2 separate regions of the Mus musculus genome follow, and region 2 is linked to region 1. Evidence: chromatin contacts called from public HiChIP or PLAC-seq data. All regions are on one chromosome and are shown on one strand. Each heading gives the region's core, a stretch centred on a gene start, on an enhancer-like site or on the middle of the called end of the contact. The rest is flanking DNA. Distances are from core to core; before and after follow the strand shown. Region 1 holds the start of Serpind1 (serine (or cysteine) peptidase inhibitor, clade D, member 1). Region 2 holds the start of Crkl (v-crk avian sarcoma virus CT10 oncogene homolog-like).

Region 1 (3,943 bases), core at 1,053-3,552:
TTTTGATTTTTTTTTGTTTTTTTTGTTTTTTTGTTTTTGGTTTTTGGTTTTTGGTTTTTCGAGACAGGGTTTCTCTGTGTAGCCCTGGCTGTCCTGGAACTCACTCTGTAGACCAGGTTGGCCTTGAACTCAGAAATCCGCCTTCCTCTACCTCCCAAGTGCTGGGATTAAAGGTGTGTACCACCACCTCCTGGCCACAGGATTGTTTTAATCATAACTTAGGGACTTTTTAAAAAGACACTGTGCATCTCAGGCTAGCTGAAAATCTTGTGTACCAAGGCTGACCTTACGTTTCTGACCTTTTGATTATACCTCCTTATTTGTAGACCGATATCACCATACCTATACTGTACAGTGCTGCAATGAGTCAGGGCTGTCAGTGCTAGGAGTATGCTCTCCCAGCTGAGGTACATCTACAGCTGGCTGGGGGCTTCTGAAGTGCTTATTTTGGAAAAAGAGCCACATGCTTTCTGACTGTGAATAAGCCCGATCCATCTCAGCACTTTGCTGAGACTCATGGCTACATAATCTACACATGTGGAACAATTACTGGAAACAGTATCTAATGTAAATAGAACTAGTTTCAAGATAAAATCAGGCATGGGTATCATTGAAATTAAGTGGGCTAGAGAGGGGGCTCAGCAGTTAGTACGAGAGTTCAGGTCCCAGCCCTCCAGGTGGGTGGCTCAGCCATCTGTAACTCCAGCTGCAAGGAGTTTTGTACCCTTCTGGCAGTCTGCACAATGTGGTGCATACTTGAACAGACAAGTGCATATGCACAAATAAAAAAACTTAATGGAAGCCTTTTTATGATTACAGTTAAAAATTTCCTTGGCTAAAACAGTAGTTACAATAATGTTAAAGAACAAAAGAAAAGCCAACTTGAATTAATGTAGGTTCAAGGAGACTAGTCTGAGCCCAAATAGAAAAGATGTTCTTCATCTTATCCTGGAACTCAGAACACATTCTGGTTTGGTTAGGTTGGGTTGGGTTGGGTTGGTTCTGAAGGGTAAGCATCATATACCCTGTTCCTGAAGGTATGTCCAAAAGCCATAAGCCATAATTTTCATTATTCTCTTCTTAGAGAAAGGAAAAAATGTAGTTATTTTATGCATTGAAAATTAACGATCTGACAGATAAATCTTTCTATATTGCTCATCAGTTTCATTAAAAAAAAATTAAGGCATTTAAAAATACCTGTAAGTTGTGTATGCGTTCAAATTGCTGTCTTTGAATTAAAGTGCTATAATTTTAAGATATTCATCAAAATTTTGTTTTCATGGGAACATCATATAGTGTATTCTTGAGAGTTGCATGGATTGGAGTTGGCCTTTTTGTATATGTGTCATAAAGAACACCATTTCCTACTGTGATCTCTCCAGATCCAAACAGAACAAGCAAGAAGGGAAACCTTTTTATGTTAAAATAACTTCAAACTTACAGAAGAATTGAAAGAATAGAGTAGCAGAGCAGCCACTGTGTTCCCTTTACTGTTGTGTGCGTGTGTGGTGTGATGTGGTGTGTGTGTGTCACGGTGTGGTATGTGTGTGTGTGGTGTGTGTATGTGTGTGGTGTGGTGTGGTGTGTGTGTGTGGTATGGTATGTGGTGTGGTATGATATGTGTGTGGTGTGGTGTGGTATGGTGTGGTATATGTGTGGGGTGTGTTGGTGTGTGTGTCGTGTGGTATGGTGTATGTGCGTGTGTATGTGTGGTGTGTGTGTATGATGTGATGTGGTGCACATGGGGGGGTACATGTATATGTATCAACATATGTACACGTTTTCTGGGCATTTTGAGGTTAGATCTCTTACATTCCTCTAACCTTTAATAGTAATGCTTAGGTGGAAACTTCCTCTAGAACAAGAATATTCTCATTCTTAATCACTAGACAATTATCTAATTTGAAAAGAAATTGATTTTGTGCCCTAGGGTGATAGATACCCAGGGGCTACAAGTGCTGGAATTTCAATCTTGTGCTGCCATGCCCAGTTTCCAGTATAAAGTATCAAAGGTATAATAATCTTGTCTCTTAAAATTCAAATTCCATTTTTGTCAGTTGTACCAATATTAATATTAAACTAAACATTAAACTAAATTTTAAAGAATATTAAACTAAATTTTAAAAATAACATATTCTTTTCTCAATAAAGGAACCAATTGTTTAGCTCTAAGCATTAAAAATAAAAATTTATAATTGGCAAAAAATGTTAGAAACCAAACTTACCTCTGTACCTCTGAGCAGTGGTGTGGCAGAGATGAGACCAGAGAAGGTCAGCAGCAGGTTTCAATGTGAACTTTGGTGCTGGGCTGTTGTGTGTTTTCCAAAGCAAATATGTCCTAACTCAAACACCACTCAAGTAGCTTTGTCAGCAGAACCCTTTCAGCTCACTTTGATCACTTAGGGACAAGCTACTTCCAAACTACAGTTCTGTGTGGCTGCTGTGTGGCTGTTGAGTGTTCCTATCTGTGTCAGCACGTCTGCACCATCTTGTTCAGCACATCTCGCTGAAGTTATGCATACCTGAGGCACTGTTCAGTGTCCTGGGAGCCATGTCTTCCCCTGCTGGGTCTCCGTCTGTGTGAAGGCTGCTACACAATAGATGGAGTTACCTTAAGTTCACGGGAAGCTTTTTCCTCACTGAAAGGGGAAGGGGAAAGTTAAGGTTGGTGACTTAGGAAATGCATAAATTGGTGTAGACCTTTGGAGTTGTTTGTTTGTTTGTTTGTTTTCAAGACGGGTTTCTCAGTGTAGCCCTGGCTGTCACTATGTAGACCAGACTGGCTTTGAACTCACAAGAGATCTGCCTGTCTCTGCCTCCTGAGTGTTGAAATTGAAGGCATGTACCACTATGTCTTGCCCTCAAAAACTTTTAAAATGTTGTTTTTACTGTCATTCCTCAGCATATAGTTACCAAATTAATATATCTTTGGATTATATTGTACTAAGTTGTATCTGTGTGAGAGTGTATATATGTGTCTTTGTGCGTGTGTGTGTCTGAAAGAGAATGTGTGTGTGAGAGAGTGTGTGTGTGTTTGTATGAGAGAGTGTGTGTGCATGTATGTGTGTATAAGTGAGAGAGAGGGAGGGAGAGAATGTGTGTGTGTGTGTGTGTGTGTGTGTGTGTGTGTGTGTGTGTGTGTGTGTGTGTTAACTCCACATACATCTCTACCAGGAGCAGCATCGAGTTGCTCAGAGAGACTCTCCAGTCTATTAGGGACTGCTTTGCAGCTTCAGCCCTAGCAGGCTCTGAGCCCTTGGTACTTAAATGCTGTTTCTCTTTGGTGCATCTTCCTTGCAGAGCAGTATGTGGGTGTCACTTGGATGTCACTTTTCTGTCTTAGGAAACCATATTGAGCACCTTGACTGAAACTATAGTTAGCATTCTCTCCTGTAAAGAAAAAATGCTGGATGTGGTATGTTAGGTACTTTTGCTGTGGTATGTTACAGGAGAAAGGGTTAATAGGACTTAAGTTTGCAGAGGGTTAGAGTCTGTGATGGTAGAGTGAAGGCATGACCACAGGAACTTCAAGAGTTCACATGAACTACAAGCAGGAGGCAAGGGCACACTGGGAGTGGGCCAAGTCTTTTGAAATGTCAAACACCACCCAAAATACACACCTCCTAGTCCTTGACAAACAGTTCCACAGCTAGGGACCAAGTTTTCACACATATGAGCCTCTTATTCAGACACCACAGATGACTCAAACTACTGCTCTGGCAGAGTACTCAGGCTCAATTCCCAGTACCATATCAAGTGACTCATGACTGCTTGAAATTCCAACTTGAGGGGCTCTGCTACCTCTGGCCTTCAAGAGCACCTGCACTCAAATGCAGAAATGCTCACACATGCACATAATTTTAAAAATAGAATTTAAAAAATAATTTTTAAAATATGCTTGTTATGTAAGGGAGCTGTAAAACTGAACTCAGAATAGTGACCA
Region 2 (3,943 bases), core at 1,057-3,556, 120 kb before region 1:
TTACTTAAATATACGACTAAACACTATCCATCCTAAGTCTCTTCAAGCTCTTACATTGAAGATGATTCAAGTTGACAGCACCTGCCAGCATCTACTAGGAACTTCGTGTTTCACAGAATTTTATATTCTCATCTGGATAACACATCACTTTTTACAGTCACTTTTCTGTGTTTTACATTTTTAACAATTCTTTGTGTGTGAGTACTCACTCAGCACACGGAGGCTAAAGGACAACTCTGTGGGGGTGGGCTCTCTGTTCACATTCCCCTGGTGGGAACCAAAGGCAGGTAGGTCACCCAGCTTTCACTGCAAACACTTCCCCTCACTCATCATCAGGCTTAGCCTTCTCCACACTTCCTAAAATCCACTCGGTCTGGCAACGGTTAACCACCCCACCTTCATTATTCTATCCTAAAGAAGAAACTCTTTGGATTTAAGTAGGTGCCCTTAATTAATTATAGTATCTTTTCATTTTCAAAGTTCAGAGCAAATTTCACCTTTATGAAGTCGCCTCACCCTGAAAAATCTAAATCAGCCTTTAATTCTTTTTTTAGAAAATAGCTTAGAAATAAACTGGGCAGGAAAATATCTTTTAAAGTCTCTAGACACCTTTTCAATTCACACTGTATCATTTGATGATATTCGTTAGGGAAATTAAAGCAAATTATAAAATAATGCATTTTACTTGAAAAAGAGAACACTTGGGGATCAATATCTTTCTCTTTAAGACAGGGTCTTGCTACAGCTCAGTCTGACTTGGAATCAAGGTCCTCTTTCCTTAGGGGACTAGGGGTGTGTATCTATCTCAGCTAGCTCTACTTAGGGGTCTTTAAAGCATATGTTAAACCACTAGACTTAATTACAAAAAAAAAAAAAACTAAAATTGAATTAATGTAGAATTTAGGTAAATACACTTCCCACCCCTGAGGAAGGAACGGTGAGGATACAAATTTCTTCAAATATAATCCCACTGTCTTCTCTTGGTAATCCCAGTTTTAAAAATGAGTGCTAGAGAATCAGATTCTGAGATTTCTACACTTTCGATCCATTTTAAGGATTATTCCAAAGGCCGAAGGCCACTTTGTAACCTAAAGTTAGTTGAAAAATGCAGGAGTTACAAAAACCTTAAATGGTGTACAAGAATTTCGAGAAAGGAGGAGTCATGGCTATCTTCAGAATCTCAAGGAAGTCTATATTTTTAGCGTCGTTAATAAGCATTCTGCATTAGTATTACAGTCAAGTAAAGTGGCAAAACTGTGTATATATGTGGGGGGTTAGGGGTGCATTTAAACAATGCAAGCAGCACTGCTAAATGTCTAAATAAAATGCATCCTTTCATCCAATGACCCAGATCCTGATATTGGCCTTATAATCCGAATGTCTTCTGATTTAGAATGAGGAAAAGGAGTTCTATCCCCTACCCTACCCCCAAAATTTAATCTTTGACCGACCCTTCGCATCCGGTCAAGTTCTGAACCGGAGAAGGGCAGGAGCTCGCGTACCTGGGCGCCGGTTCGATTAAGGTGGTAGTGTCCAGGTAGTGGATCTTGTAGAACTCTAACAAGGCCGGCAAATGGTCAAACTCCTGGTCCCCGATCTTAAAGCGGCGGTTGGGCAGGGAGTTGATGATGTAGTGCGAGACACGCGAGTTCTCGGACACGGACAGTACATAGTCCCCGGGGCAGGTAGATGAGTCCCGGACTAGGAACATGCCATGGCGCTGGCCTTGGAGACGAGTCTGCGCCTCCTGGCGAGTCACTGGCCCCATGTACCAGGCAGAGCGGTCTGAAGAATCAAACCTGGCGGAGGACATGGTGTTGGGCTCGGGGATGGGCGGCGTCTGCGGCTCTCTTGCTTGGGAAGCCTTTACCCGCTGTCGGCTTTGGGGTCGAGGAAGGGCCTCTCAGAACACTTCGAGGAACAATCAGAGGGCTTGGTCAGGACGTTCCTCTAGGCTCCGGGCCCCGCAGCATCCTCCGCCACCGCCCTCCTGCACCGGGCCGCCTCACGGAGAGCCGGTCCGGGAACACTGGGCAAAGCCCCGGGGTCGAGGTGGGCGAAGCTGAGCAGTAGCGGAGGCCGCCTCGGGCTTCTCAGCTGGCCGGAGTACAGGGGAGGCTCCAGTGACTTCTGTCCTGGAACCCGCCGCCGGCTCCACAGCCTCAAGAGCCTGCACCGATCCCCGCGGTCACACGAAGCACCGCACTCCAACAAGAGTCGCGCCTCCCGAGCAGTCTTACCCAGCCCGCTCCCAATAGCCACAGCAACAAAATGGCGGACGCGGGAGAAGCAGCCGGGCACCTCCCCCTTGGTCCAGCGCATTCAATCTGCGCACGCGCGGAGCTGGGCTCTACCCCCTCCACCGCGGAGGCCCTTCCTTTGACGTCACTGGGCGCTGCCAATCAGGAGTGCGTTCGCGAGGGTCCCAGCGTGAGCCACTCGCGCGGGCTCCCGCGTTCCGGGAGGAGGCAGAGGGTCAGGCCCTTCCTGGACCGCAAAGCAGCCGCCGAGAAGCTGCTGCTGTCAGGCTTCCCGGGCTTGGCAGGAAAACAGCTGGAGCCGAGAGGGAACAGCGTTTTGAAAACCTGTTTCTGTGAACAAAGCGTAGAGTGGTTGCTGAGTGTCCGGCCAAGAAGGCGTGGCCGTCAGATGATTGCGAGCCAGAAGGCCCTGGTAAATCAGGTGGCTCAGGAAGGGCATGACCTAGGGAGTGAGGTGACCATCAAATAGGTTACTGAATAACCTATCAAATAACGCCTGCCCTAGGTGATCCTCCTTGGTACACGTGGAATGATGGTGAAGATCAGTTTGACTAATACTTTACGAGGAGGACAGTGTGTTGGTGAGGATGACTGGACACTACCGGCTGTAAAGTGTAACAAGTGAAATGCAACACCTGTGTCTGGCCTGAAGCCTGTTGCTCTGCAACAGTTCATTTCCTGCCATTCCACGTTGCTCAGTTTCAGCTCTGCCTCCCTTGACATATTTCTCCCTCCAACCCGACTAGTACCTATTTATTTAATTATTTGTTTGGTTTTTTAGAGACGGGGTTTCTCTGTGTAGTCCTGGCTGTCCTGGAACTCACTTTGTAGACCAGGCTAGCCTCGAACTCAGAAATCCGCCTGCCTCTGCCTCCCAAGTGCTGGGATTAAAGGCATGCGCCACCACTGCCCGGCCTATCTATCTATCTATCTATCTATCTATCTATCTATCTATCAAGATAGGAATTCTCTGTGTGGCCCTGGCTGTCCTGGAACTAACTCTGACCACCAACAGGCTAGGATGAAATTTTAATACCACAGAATACTGTCTTATTTACCTATATTTTGCCTGCCTTAAATCCACATCTAGTCTTGAATGATCAGAAATTTGTTAAATGAATGACTATTGTGAAAAATCACCACAAAAACAGATGCTGGATTATTGGTCATAGCATTCCCAAATTAGATAAACAGGAAGGCATGTCCCAAGCCAGTGGTGGTGACACATACCAATAATCCCATCACTAGGAGATGGAGGCAGGAGGATCATGAGTTCAAGGCAGCTGAGCTCTATGAAACCCAACAAAAATGGGGAGGAAGTTAGGGGAGGGAGAAATCTCAAAAGTGAGGAATACAGGAGAACTCCTACTTAGATCTCTATCACTAAAGTCTTGTTCTGGCCGTTTACATTTCCCATGTTTAGCAATTCTTAGATTGTAGGGTAATAACTGGTGATTCCATCCCAGTGGTAAGTAAGCGAAGGGGAAAATGTCAAGGTCTAGTGCCTTTTTGTAACTTGGCATAACCAGAGATGCTTCATGGGGGCTAGGAAGATGTCTCAGGAAGTAAGCTCTTGCCAGCCAAGCCTAAACACCTGAATTGGATCCCTGGGTCTGAAGATGGAAGGACAATCAACTTAAGGTGTCCTCTAAAATTCTGTGTAGAGTGGTAATACACATGCC

The links. HiChIP or PLAC-seq counts read pairs in DNA pulled down with a chosen protein or histone mark.
Region 2: a contact with region 1 is called in an H3K4me3 HiChIP or PLAC-seq map of embryonic stem cells, with 16 read pairs. The contact joins the promoter of Crkl here to the promoter of Serpind1 in region 1. A contact is called at or near these places in 3 of 484 Hi-C or Micro-C datasets (liver and pancreatic cancer cells), 3 of 115 datasets of contacts at active chromatin or transcription factors (bone marrow-derived macrophages and embryonic stem cells) and 1 of 9 other capture datasets (pancreatic islet).

Annotation. Positions count from the first base shown.
Region 1 is chr16:17,329,730-17,333,672 of GRCm38.p6, reverse strand. It overlaps Serpind1 (serine (or cysteine) peptidase inhibitor, clade D, member 1), which reads right to left and starts at 2,302. Exons shown (of 5, transcript NM_008223.4): 1 at 2,226-2,302. All of the region lies in intron 19 of Pi4ka (phosphatidylinositol 4-kinase alpha), which reads left to right.
Region 2 is chr16:17,450,348-17,454,290 of GRCm38.p6, reverse strand. It overlaps Crkl (v-crk avian sarcoma virus CT10 oncogene homolog-like), which reads right to left and starts at 2,306. Exons shown (of 3, transcript NM_007764.5): 1 at 1,503-2,306. The coding sequence starts at 1,813.